Linked DNA regions of Mus musculus: region 1 is linked to region 2. The links are chromatin contacts, called in public promoter capture Hi-C maps. All regions are on one chromosome and are shown on one strand. The core of a region is the stretch at or near the end of the contact, and the rest is flanking DNA. Distances in the headings are between cores, read along the strand shown.

Region 1 (4,032 bases), core at 1,358-3,857, 2.0 Mb after region 2:
TTCTTACCAAAATGAAAGCTGCTGCCAGAATACTTATTCAAATTTGTAAAACTGTGTGTCAACAAACAAACAAACAATCAACAACAACACACACAAAAAAAAGAGAGAAAAGCAAAAAGAAAGCAAAGAGACCTTTCCATAAACATACATTTAAGATGGTTTACAGAAGATATTCTAGAGCTTTCTTCCCCAAAACTGCACCAGAGGTTTCCATACACATTGACTTAGAATATATAACCTATCGAATGCTTAGGAGCATTAGATAGTATATGAAAGTCAGCTGTTAGGTGGTACAGCCAGGATTCTGAGGAAGTTGGCTCCGGGATACCTCCTTGATGGTGGAGTATATTGTTCAGATCCAAAGGTGTATGGGGGACCCCAGCTCCTGGTTAGCTCATTACTGTGCTAGGAAATAAAGATGTACATAGATAGAAGTACATGGGGTTGGTTTTTCTCTGTGTGTGTTTAATATTTTGTATCTTGGGACAGGATCCTATGTAGCTCAGGCTAGGTGGGAACTCTCTCTGTAGCTAACGATGGACAATCTTCGATGGACAATCTTGACTCTCCTGTCCACGCCTCCTTTATACTAAGATCACAGACAGGCCCCACTTCACTTGGTTCTGTGGAGTTTATTTAAATAAAATCGCAATTAGACTAAGGAGAGGGTAAATTTATGATATTTTAATTAAATGGATACAAAAAAACCTACATGACATTTAATCAGCGTTTGACATTACTTAGTTGTGTAATTTCAGAAATGCAGTAAACTGAAGTACCGGAGTGAAACAGTGGAAGAAAAACACTTTAGTTTGTTTCAAATGTCAAGGGCCTATCATATGAATCATAAGAACAAGTTGAGGGATTCTGTTTCCAGTGTCTTGGCCTAAGAGTAATCTAAAGTCTCGATGGAGCACCAAGTGACAACCTCCAGCAGGCAGGCAGGCAGAGGCGAAGGGTCCTCCCCTCTGGAATCCAGTGGTTCTTCTCCGGCTCATACACAGCCCCAGAGCCACGTAATGTTAATATCCTATCAGATTCATCCATGCTATCCACAAGGACTGCATTCCTGCCTAGTCTGTGACTATGGCCTCGAGGCCCTGAGAAGGAAGGGACTGTCCCCAGGAGCAGCAACAGTGTCCAAAGACCAGCCTCATGTGGTATAGGTAGGACAGGCCAAAGAACCAGCTTTTGTCCCAGGCTGGTGGCTGCACACAACTTTAATCCCAGCATTAGGGAGGCAGGCAGATCTCTGAGTTGAAGGCCAGCCTGGTTTTTATAGTGAGTTCCACGGCTGCCAGGGCTACAGGAAGAAAAGTCTCAAAAACTAAAACAAATAGAAAACCTACAAAGCTTCTTTTGCAGCTAGCTCTCCAGGTGGGTGTGTCAAGGAGCAGATGACGAAAGCTCGTTCTAGGAGGGCAGAATTCAGCCAAGGAGCTATGGCTGAGCCGGAATTGCTGTGGCACTCACAAGCACAGACCCTGGAGTCAGATAGTCAGATTTGAAAGTCGCCCCTGGCTATACTGGAGACTAATTTCCATGAGTATGGTATGAGGGAACAGAGGTGCTCTTCTCTGGGCTTCCGGTTTTTGATTGTTTCCAGGTAGTTTCTCTCTTAGGCCAGGCTCAATTCAAGTTCTCCATACTCCTGCATCAGCTGGGTTTATAGGCACTGAACACCATAGTCTGCTTACTGTTGTATTTTATTTAAAAAAAAAAAAAAAAAGCCGGGGACGTTTGGTGGAGGAGCGTTATTGTGCACGTAGGGGGTAGAGGGGGTGCGGCCCATGCTGAGGTACCAGCCACAGGACGGTATAGTAGTTTATTTAGGGCATGAGGTGAGTTGAGGGGGTAGTAGCGAGAGCGAGAGAGAGAGAGAGAGCGAGAGCGAGAGCGAGAGCGAGAGAGAGAGAGAGAGAGAGAAAAGGCCGAGGGGGTGTGCGGGTGGAGGCCGGCCATGAACACGTGGAGAGAGGGGTAGGGGAATGGGAGAGAAGGGACAGAGGGCTAAGAGAGTAAGAAAGCAAGAGAAAAGTGTGGGTGTGTGTGTGGGGGGGGGCAAGCAGCTTCTTTTACAGTGGGTCAGGCACACCTGGCTGCTGCCAGGTAACTGTGGGGCGGAGCCTAGAAGAAATGCCAACACCATCATTTTTATTTTTTGAGATAAGGTCTCACTTCCTAGCTTGGTCTATAACGCACAAAGTAGCCCAGGCTGTCTTTGTATTGGTAATCCTCCTACTTCAGCTCTTTCTCCCTCCAAAAGCTAGGATTACTGATTTGAACCAAGTATGGCTTTGCTTAACTCCCCGTTTTCGCTGCCCTCCCTCCGTTCCTTCCTTATTAGGCTGGTATGGATCTTGGAATATCTACAGCTGACCTTAGGCTCCGGGCAATCTTGTATCGGCTACCCTAGTGCTGGGATTGCAGACTCGAACCACCCAGTTAACTACATCCTGGCAGCCAATCCCAACAAGTTTGAGGATGCCTGTGAACTATGTAAATTAGGACTAGAAATTTGAGCTTTTGATTGGGAGACATCTGGATGGGCGGGGGCTCTGCTTCCGCGAGCTGATTGGGTACGGTACCTGCCTGTCACGGGCGGCAGCGGCTGCAGTTTGGCGAGGCAGTTCCGGGGTGGCGCGCGTCGTCCCGGAACTGAGCGAGCCGGTGTTGGAGTTCCAGGCGCGGGGTCGAGCATGTCCGGGCGAGGCAAGCAGGGCGGTAAGGTGCGCGCCAAGGCCAAGTCGCGCTCGTCGCGCGCGGGCCTGCAGTTCCCCGTGGGCCGCGTTCACCGGCTGCTGCGGAAGGGCAACTACGCGGAGCGCGTGGGCGCGGGAGCGCCCGTGTACCTGGCGGCGGTGCTGGAGTACCTGACGGCCGAGATCCTGGAGCTGGCGGGCAACGCGGCGAGGGACAACAAGAAGACGCGCATCATCCCTCGTCACCTGCAGCTGGCCATCCGCAACGACGAGGAGCTCAACAAGCTGCTGGGCCGTGTGACCATCGCGCAGGGCGGCGTCCTGCCCAATATCCAGGCCGTGCTGCTGCCCAAGAAGACGGAGAGCCAGAAGGTGAAGAGCAAGTGAACCCGACAGACGGGTGCAGAGCCCGCCCGCCACAGTCCGCAGCCAATAAAGTCGGTGAAAAGCGAGTAATCTAGAGAGCTGTGTAGTCGCGGGACCGAGGGGGTGTTGGGTGGGGACGAGTTCCAACTTTGAGCGTGACGCAGGCCACCTGTGTGGCCATGTGCGAGCCGGAGGAACCCAGCGGGTGGATTGGGAGAGCCCCGTCGCATCACCGTGGGCAGGAGAAGCGGACCTAGTGCCCAGAGGCTACTCTGGAATTGGCTTTGCCTAACTCCCCAGTCTTAGGGAAAAGTGGTAGGGAAGGTGTTGCGAGCTGTGAACAAGAAGTTGCCTCGCTTGTCATACATAGGAAGGTTGAGCTATATGTACCCTAGCCATTTGGAAAAGACAGGAACTTGGGATCCTTGGTGGGTGCTAGTTATTTATGGTAGTATTTAAGCTAATAGATGTTACGTATTCGTGATCTGAATGCCAGCCATCTTCACATTGCACACTTGTGTTCAATATTCTTTATAATGAAGTAACTTGTGCAATACGGAAGTGAGTCACGAAGTTTGCGCTCTGGATGGTGTTGCGTAACAGCGGGGCCCTCGGTCTTAAGTAGTGTATGTTTAGCAGCTCCTAAAATGATCTTCTCTTGGTGCTTGCGGTGGTGTTACCCCTCATCCCTGCATTTGGGAAGTAGAACGCCTTTCGTGGCTAGATAGCGAGTTTGTGGCCGTTTCTGAACTACATTAGACCGTGTCTCAAAATATGTTTCTGTCTCCCCTCGAGTTTTAGCTGCATGGCAGCCTCTTATCCAGCACTGATTCTGAGAATCAGCCTGATTTTACTTAAAAGCAAAACCGATTTTTTTTTTTTTTTTTTAGGGGTGACTGTTAGCTTTCCTGGGATCAGGTTTCTTCTTTTCCGTAACTGTTGAGTTGGGTGATGGCGCCTCAAG
Region 2 (3,735 bases), core at 744-3,243:
ATTTCGTATTAACATTTTAAATTTATAGGTACTCAACTACATTCACCAAGCTGAACTATGAGACAAGAACTTCCAAACTGAACAGAGTGAGGGGTGGGGAGGGAGTGGTAACTGTGTACTTCTGTTCCTGGCCCTGTCTACTGAAACTCACCATCTGAAACACTGAAGGAAAATCAGCACAATTCTAGGATAAGTATTTCACTTGAGTTGCTAAGATACCAGAGAGTAAAATAAAACAAAAAATTGTAACTATCATTATCAACAGTTTATACTTTCTAAACATCAGCTTATTCACCACTTACTAAAATGCAAAATAAACTTACTTCGAATTTTCTCCCCATTTGGAACTCTGATAAACACAAAATCTTACACCTTAAAACTAATAATTCAAGCTGAAGTTCTGAATTTGTCCATAAGATGGTAAATGTTATGAAAATATCAACATTCCACAATGTCTTTAAACACAATAAGTTCCACAGTTTTATTTTTTACATAAAGACAAAACCCTTTTGCAGTGCCTGGTCACATTTTGACTAGAATACACAAAGCCACAGACACTTCAGTTTTCAATTTACTTCTCCAAGCGACTGGTCTTCACCCAATAGAGAATTCTATAAATCTGAATTACAGCCTCCCACAGTGTGCTCGCTAATATTTGAATTGTCTCAATTGTTAAGCTTTTTTCCCCTTCTTCTGAAATTTACCTTTAAAGGTCTTTTCTTTAAGGGAGATGAAAAAGTGTAGGCTTTTTGAGGAAGTAGTTGTTAACTGTATGTACTATCAAGCTCCACAGAGTGGCCAAAGAGGCTTATTCCCCCTGAGAATCTATTTCAGAGAGAGAGAGATAACGTGAGCAGGAGAGAACACATACCTGGTCATTTTCCCAGCAGGTTCGATAGGTTTGATTCGCTTGTAAGAGCAGAGTATTTACTTACAATCTTTAAAAGCAAAGTGGCACCCAGCGCACTGTGTAAATAAAAACCTCAGAGGTTTAAAAACCCTCATCCTAACTCACTTCCCCTTGGTTCAGGGGACGGCACAGCCAACCCCACAGCAAATGAGATTATGCAACAGGTTTTTCCTCTCTAATCATGGGCTGATTAGAGGTGTGCGTTCTCCAAACAATCTGAGACACACAGGACTTCAAAACACCAAGGATCTTTGCAACAGGCGTTTAAGAAAAGTTCTTTCCAATTTTGCACAAGCCATTCATTTTAAGATCTCCTTGTACTTTCCCCAAGTGTATTATCAGCTTTCTGTAGGAAACAACCCGTCGCTCTTAAAGAGTTTGCATGTATGTCCTCCTTAGGGTTTTTTTTTTTCCACGTGAAACTACACCGTACACACACACACACACACACACACACCGTCCGTTGTTTCCCCGTTTTCATGTCTCACATTTTACAGCTACTGTAAATAAAGGAGTCACCGGCGGACCGTTTTCCTCCAACACCGTGACGGGAGCCCCGGAATGAAAGTTGAGTTTTGGGGGTGGGTTTTTTTTTTTTTTTCCTTGTTTAAGGAAGCGACACGGTCGCTCCCCAGGTGGCCTCGCTGGCTGCCTGCACACACACAAGGTGAATTTGGGATTATGGAAACAGTCAGGGCCCCACTTGGCAGGCGTGTTGTGTAACAGTCTGGAAGTGAGCAGCTTCGCCCGCCCAGGTGCCGGCGACCCGCGGCCCGGGGCTCGTTCGCCCGCTCGCCCGCTCGCCCGCTCGGCGCGGCGAGGCCGGGGCGCCCCCGCGGCTCGGGCCGACCCCCAGCGCGGCCTACACACCCCCCGCCGCCGCCGTCGCCGCTCCGGGCCGCCGTGGCCCGCCGGCCCCCGGCCGGGGAGAGCGCGCGGCGGCCGGCACGAGGAGCGGACGCGCCTCCCAGCCGGCCCGCGGCCCGCCGCGAACACTTACTTGAGGGGCCGCCGGCTCCAGGCTCGCGGAGGGGAGCGAGCGTTGTCACCGCGTCGCCCAGCCGTCGCTCGCGCGTCCTCCTCGCCGCCGGGGCTTCTCCTCTGAAGGGTGGGCGGAGAGCTTAGCGAGAGCCCGGGCGTTTGCAACTTTTCTTCACTTTCTCTTCCACCGCCCCCCGAAAGAGGGAAAAAAAAATGTCGACAGGGATGAAGAAGTTGAGGTAAAGTTGGGGGTCCGCGCGGGAAAAGCGAGAGGGGGAGGGTAAATGGTTGGAAACGGGATGAGAGCCCCCCCAAACGGTGATGCCCGCAGGAGGGGACCAGGGGGGGTAGTGTGGGGGTTGGGGAGAGAGAAAGAGTCGCTGGTCAGGAAACTTCAAGCGCGGATGAGGTCATCGGTTTAAAAATAAAGAGATGGCGTCACTTGAAACCAATCCCAGTGAATGAACTCAGCGGAGCCCGGGGGGGAAAGGAGGAGACGGGCGAGGGCGGGGCGGGGGGCGGGGTGGGGGGGCGGGGTCTCCGGCCCAGGCCGCGCATCGCCCGCCCCTCGGCGCTCGTCCCCGCGAGCCGGAGCCTCCGGAGCCTCCGGGAGGCGGGCTCGGGTCGCGTACCGGGCCGACCGAGCGGCGCCTCGGCGCTCCGGGTTCGCGGCCCGGGAGCCTGGGTCTGTGGCCCGCCCGCCTCCTGCCCGCGCTGGGGTCTCTCCTCCGACGGAGGCGGCTGCTCCAATGCCCCCACTCTAGGGGAAGGAAAGCAAGGCGATCTGAGAGTGCTGCAGTCAATCATTTTGTAAGAAGGTCCCGGAATCCCAAATCCGGGGCTTTTCTCTTGAGAGGGAAGTTACAGGTACTTGAAGGAAAACTGCACCGGTGATATCAAACATATCTTCACCTATGTCTTCGTCCTTGAAAGACCCTACTACACGAGTGCGGGCAAACGCAGCCAAGAATTATTTTTTCTAAAAGAATCTTTTCTGCGTGCCCTCGAGATGGCTCAACAAGTAAAGGGTCCATGCGGTGGAGAGAACCGCCTTTGAAAGTTGTCCTCAGTCCACATGCTGTTCCCCACCCCGCTACACACACACACACACACAAATAAATAAATAAAATGTAATACACACACACAAATAAAATGTAATAAGACGTTAAAGGTATTTTAGGGTTGTTAGGAGCACTGACGGCTCGATTCCCAGCACCCACATGGCAGCCCAGAACCATCTGTAACTCCAGTTCCAGGGGATCTGATGCCCTCCGCTGACCTCCATGGGCACCGAGCACACATGGGGCGCACACACAAACATGAAATCAAAACGCCCTTACACATTAAGTAAGTATTCTCGACATCGGTAGTACAGCATCATCTTTAAGTCAAACCAGAGTTCACTTGCTTTCAAGAGATGCAAGACCTACTTGAGCCTACTTTAACTCCAAGTCTTTCATGGGTTTGGGTTTTTTGTTTGTTTTGGTTTGCTTTTGCTTTTGCTTTTTTCTCCCTTCTTTTCAAAGTAGCTTTGTTTTGAGACACTACCTACTTAGGAAAATGAGAGACCTGAGGTGGCGACAACCACTCTCAGCAACTGAATAGGACAATCGAAGCTTTATTCCAGTGTTCTTTGAGCATCTGAGCTTGAAGCTTCTACTAAAAAGGACTCACGTGGATATCACATAACAAAGATGAGATCAATGACAGAAAAGCACACTTCGAGTGGACTGGCCCAAGAACCAGATTCCTGTACCCCTCAACACACGCCATCTGCAGGGTACTGAAGTAAGGATTCCGGCCTTCAAGCAGTATGTTGAGGTGAATCGATGTGGGCACCGCCT

The links. Promoter capture Hi-C pulls out the DNA fragments that hold promoters and counts their contacts.
Region 1: a contact with region 2 is called in a promoter capture Hi-C map of pre-B cells, with 8 times the contacts expected there. The contact joins the promoter of H2aj here to the promoter of 1700055D16Rik in region 2. A contact is called at or near these places in 3 of 39 promoter capture datasets (cranial neural crest, liver and pre-B cells).

What each region holds. Positions count from the first base shown.
Region 1 is chr6:136,805,641-136,809,672 of GRCm38.p6, forward strand. H2aj (H2J.A histone) reads left to right here and starts at 2,608. Exons shown (of 1, transcript NM_177688.4): 1 at 2,608-4,032. The coding sequence starts at 2,700. The coding sequence ends at 3,089.
Region 2 is chr6:134,790,367-134,794,101 of GRCm38.p6, forward strand. It overlaps 1700055D16Rik (RIKEN cDNA 1700055D16 gene), which reads left to right and starts at 1,994. Exons shown (of 2, transcript NR_151454.1): 1 at 1,994-2,130. It overlaps Dusp16 (dual specificity phosphatase 16), which reads right to left and starts at 2,262. Exons shown (of 7, transcript NM_130447.3): 1 at 1,911-2,262.